2 separate regions of the Arachis hypogaea genome follow, and region 1 is linked to region 2. Evidence: chromatin contacts called from public Hi-C data. All regions are on one chromosome and are shown on one strand. The core of a region is the stretch at or near the end of the contact, and the rest is flanking DNA. Distances in the headings are between cores, read along the strand shown.

Evidence for each region. A called contact is a pair of places that touch in the nucleus more often than the background predicts.
Region 1: a contact with region 2 is called in a Hi-C map of an unstated tissue, with 2.2 times the contacts expected there. The contact joins the promoter of LOC112790442 here to the promoter of LOC112790430 in region 2.

What each region holds. Positions count from the first base shown.
Region 1 is chr3:43,191,702-43,194,401 of arahy.Tifrunner.gnm2.J5K5, forward strand. LOC112790442 (pachytene checkpoint protein 2 homolog) reads right to left here and starts at 1,352. Exons shown (of 14, transcript XM_025832852.3): 1 at 1,104-1,352; 2 at 950-1,013; 3 at 726-832; 4 at 23-90. The coding sequence starts at 1,290.
Region 2 is chr3:43,045,048-43,047,747 of arahy.Tifrunner.gnm2.J5K5, forward strand. It overlaps LOC112790430 (phenylacetaldehyde oxime monooxygenase CYP71AN24), which reads left to right and starts at 1,388. Exons shown (of 3, transcript XM_025832836.3): 1 at 1,388-1,958; 2 at 2,394-2,700. The coding sequence starts at 1,449.

The sequences.
Region 1 (2,700 bases), core at 102-2,601, 150 kb after region 2:
AAATGAAATCAAGCTGTTTCACCTGAAAGACATGGACAACTGGCTTGACTTGCCAGAACAAAAGAACATTATCATTGTGCATCCCTTCATCTACAAAGGAAAAAAAGAAAAGTAAGATTTCAGCATCAGAAATCAGAATTGGAGATACAGAAAGAGATCTCTCTCTCAAATCTAAAGGAAATGATAGCTTCAAAAGCACAAGAGGCGAATTTCAATGTTCTAGTCCTTTGAATACAAAAATATTCCAGCATTTTGTCATGCTAAAACACTCAAATCACTGAGAAACCAAGTTTGCTGAATTTCAGAGTGACAACAATACCAAAAACAAAAATAAAATTCACACACGAAGCATCAAAATGATAGCAATCAAACCATTAGCTACGGTTATGAATAGCAAACTATAACTGTTTAATATTTTGAAATTACTTATTTGATACCATTTTTGAAATTGCAATTCAGCATTGGCACCTCGTCGAAAACCTCTCACAAAAACAATCAACAATTTGAGAACTTTCCAATCCAATGCTAGTCGAACAAAATATCAAACAGTTGCTAGGCTAACTATATTTAACATTATCTAAGCTTGCCGTAGCTAATACATTTAAGGTGTTAATGACAAGTTAACAACAATAACAATTACAGTAAATAAATAACTAATTTGATGTCCTAACTCCTAATAACAATAATAAAATAAATAAACAAATCAAGACAAAACAGGGTAGTACCTGTGTCACAAATACAAATTCTGTGGACGTTGTCGGCGAGAAAGGGTTCGTCCATGGGGAGAGGAATGGGGCCATCACAATAGCTCAAACTCCTCTTCTCAAGCATCCTGAAATCGAGAAAAAAGTTGTAATCTTCTCCGAATTAAACTCAAAACAAGAGCAAATTCAAGCTTAAGAAACTCAATTAAAGAAATAATTAGGGGAATTGGGGGAAATGCGTGTGCCTTTCGATAGCGGAACGAACGTCACGGATAGAAGCAGTGCTGGAAGGCTTCAAGCAGACCTCAACTGAAAGACGAAGAAAGAAAATGGTGAGAAAATGGGAAGAAGGAAAAAGCAAGGAGAAGGAATGAGAGGGAAAGTGGAAGAAGTAGGAACCAGGGAGAACGATCTTGTCGTCGGGAACGGGAATCATGGGAGAGGAAGGAACGACGCCGTTTTGATGAGTTTGAAGGTTTTGGTTTGTGGCTGTGGCTGTGACGTCATCTTCTTCTTCCATAGGAACAGTGGGAGAAGTCGCAGCAGCCATTGTTGTGTTGTGTGAAGAATGAGAAGTGAGGTTCATGAAATTGGGAACAAATGTTTCAGGAAATTGGAAATTGAAGCAATGGGCGGGAAAACGAAAACCCTCCCAATAATATATTTTATTAAAGAAAAATATAATAATAAATAAATTTAATTTTGATGCATTTTTAATGTCAAGTAATTTTACACATGTATCTAATTACTTAATATCATATTAGTGAAAATAACTATTTTTTACAATGATTATGTGAATGCTCATTCAAAAGAACGGATGTAATTACACGATTCCGTAAAACGTTATACACCGTCAATGCATCAAAATTAAACTCTAATAAATAATAAAATATGAGTTTAATTTTGATTACACTACAAGAAAAACGTTGAATACCGTCGGATTTAGCGTTATAGAGTAGAGACGACTTTACCGGCAAATACGATAATAAATTCGCCAGATACAAATTTTATCGTCGGATTCTCTTTTGTGACGGTAATAAATAGAGGGAAAAGGTAAAAAATTGGCGCTACGTTTACCGTCAGATTTACAGGGAAATAAATCCAACGGTAACCTGGATTAGTGAGACATTGCATTTTAGTCATACACGAAGATTTATCGGCGGACTTTTCCATCAATAAATCCGATGGTAATCGTGCCCTAAATTTGAACCACAAACTCTCTTCCCCCTCATCTCGAATTGCTCTTTTGCTCTACCCTCTCGTCTCCTACTCTCTCTACACCATCTCATCTCTTCATCCACATTCTCTCTGGCAGCCCCCTCCGATGACCCCCCTCGTCGTTCAGCGATTGTTCTTCGTCCCCCCGACAAAACACCGCTTCTGCCGATGTGCCGCCGAATTGTCGCTTCTCCCTCCATGTAGCACCCCCTTTCCAATTATCATTATTCAAACTCCATTATTTTCTATGTTGATTAGATTATAATATAGGATGTTAGATAGATTAGTTGTTGATTACGTCCATTAGTTTGAAGTTGTGATTAATAATGTGTTGATTGTTACTGATTTTTGTGATTAAAATGTACATATTGCTGGTTTTTGTAAAAATGGCTTAAAGAGAGAGGGGTTCTACTGGTACTCTTGGGACTTCTCAGTCGTCTCCCTCTATTCCGACTACCCCTATGACGTTATAGACAATGGGTGCACAGGATCAACCGTTCATCATGATCCCTAACCCCAACTACATGGCTCTTATTGTTGCGCCATCTCTGCAACCAGGAAGTTGTTTGTCTGCTTCATCAGAGTGGACTCCTCCACCATCTCCAGTGCTCAGCAGCGCACTATCTCGACGACCACGCCTCTAGCGATAGACACCGCGGTGCTGGAATCCTCCCGTGGATTCCTGCTATATGCCCCTCCACCACCTCCCATCGCATCGATGACGATTTGACTTGATGGGACTTCGATGTGAGTACTATTTTAAATCTTTTATATGCAA
Region 2 (2,700 bases), core at 138-2,637:
CATATTTTTCTGCTCTCAAAAGCAGCAAGAATTTAAAATTTCTGTGGTTGCAAAAGTGTTTTTTCCCATGCGCTTCCACCTTCAACTATTAATTGCTAATACTTATGAATTTTAATTTAGTTAATATGTGTCATAAAATTCCATTTGATTAGTGAATACATCTACCTAAAATATATAGATACAATGATATATGTTTATCATGTAATTGTTGAGCGACAAATTTTTTAATAATACGGTGCCATACAAATTGATACAAAATACACAAAATTTTAGTATATTTTGATAAATTGGAACACAAAAATTAAAATGAGATATATCTTTTTGATAATTTTAATTTATTCTCATTTTATTTTCTTATTTTTCAAGTTTGTCATTCTATTTTCTTCTCGTTCACACCCTTCTTATCTCTTCTTCCCACCATTCTTTCCCATCTCCTTTCACTGCCAACCAAACTTCCTCTATCGAAGAAGACACAAAAGACATTGGAGTGAATCTGCAGCTACATCACTGATGATACGATTAGTATTAGGCTAGTTTAATTAAAAATTATATTATAAATAAAAATATAATGTAATAATGTAAGATAGGCATAATGTAATAGGAATTTTTTTTTTGCCCTAATTCTAGAAATTTTTCTCCTATTCTTTCTGATTATCTCTAATTCTCTCTATTATTAATACAAATTCGTATCGATTGCCTTCTAAATTGTCATAGCATCTCCACCTCCCCTTCTTAATCATTTTTGTTATTTGGCCTTCTTTATTTTGTCTTCTCTTTTTTGTTTCTACTTCTGTCTTATTTTAGATCTATATTGTTAATTTTTGTATAGAACCTCCACTATTATGTTTCATTTCCATCTCTATTCTTTTTTTTCTGTCCCTTTCTCGATTTTTTTATTTTTTAAATAAAGTTTTATTTTTTCTTTTTTTATTAATCTTTGGTTTTTTTAATATTATTGAATTTTTTGTTGATATTATTATAATTTTTTGATATCTGGATTATTACATTTTGGTTATGAATAGTGGTAGAAGAGAAAAGTAGGTAGTGGTAGATGAAAAGTTTGCATAGTAATAAGGGTAGATGATCAGGGCATTATAGATTTTTTAGAATCTTATGTACTTTATATATTTGTTTTATCTCACACTATACGCCAATCAAACAAAAAATTAAAAAATATAAAATTTAAGTTTTAATAGATTTATTATATATTTATTAAAATAAAAAAAATTTATACTAATAATGATTTTATTATGTACTTTTAAAATATATATTAGCTAAACTCAATACTTATTATTACATATTACAAGAGGTATATATTATTAAAATTTTTCGTTGACTTTTTTTGCTACTGTTTCTCGTTGACTTGCTTCAAGTGTTCAAGCAATATGGGTGTCTATCTATAAATAAATAAATATATGAGAACTCCAAGAAACCCAAACTAAACAGCAATGAATTTTCTACTAAAACAATCGGCTTATTATTATGAGCCAAATCCAACTCTTTGCTTAACAATTTTTGGGTTCATAAGCATCTTTCTAGTGCTTAAGATCACAAGAAGAAATTACAAGCCAAATAATAATAAAAATCTTCCACCATCACCACCAAAGCTTCCCTTCATTGGAAACCTTCATCAATTTGGAACACTGCCACACCGATCCTTCCATGAACTCTCAAACAAGCATGGCCCTCTCATGTTCCTTCAATTGGGACAAACACCAGCCATTGTGGTTTCTTCGGCCGAGGTGGCCGAAGAAATCATCAAGAAACATGATATTGCTTTCTCCAACAAGCCCCAAACAACATCTGGAAAAATCATTCTCTATGGATGCTCCGATGTCGTTTTCGCACCCTATGGCGAAGAATGGAGACAAAAAAGAAAAATTTGTGTTCTCGAACTTTTAAGCCTCAAAAGAGTGAAGTCTTTTAAATACATTCGTGAAGAAGAGATTATGGAATTGGTTGGTACCTATGATTTACAAATACTTTTAATATATGTTATTCATGCTTTGGATTTGCATTTATATATTTTTTTAGTTATTACTTTTTGATAAGATTTTTTTTATTATATATTACTCAGTCTAGAAATTTAATTTTTGCCGAGTATCTTGTATGCTAGGACTAATTATATTTAAAAAATTTAAGATGAAAAACTAAAATTTAATTTTGTCCATAATAGTTAATATTCTCTACTTATTCAATAACTTTTTATATATTTATTTTTATGTTTGAGATTTAATAATTTATGTATACTTTTATATCAATTTAAATTTTTGTAAAATTAGTTTTATAATATAATATTAAAATTTCTATTACAAAAAAATTTAGAATTCGATCTTAATATATTGAAAAATTTTTTAGCATAAAACATATTGTATCTAATACTGGTTATATAGGTTGATACCATACGTGCAAGGAAAGGATTTTCTATAAATATTAGTGAGTTGATAATTGCAACATCAAACAACATAGTGTCAAGATGTGTTCTTGGACAAAAGTATGATAATCCAGATGGTAGTGGCAGCTTTGGAGAGCTTGGAAGGAAGATGATGAGAGAATTGGCTGCTTTTAGTGTGGGAGATTTCTTCCCTTTCTTGGGTTGGCTTGATTTTCTCACTGGCCAAATACAAGAATTCAAGGCCACTTTTCATGCATTAGATGCTTTCTTTGATAAGGTGATTGAAGAACATAGGAGGAAAATGA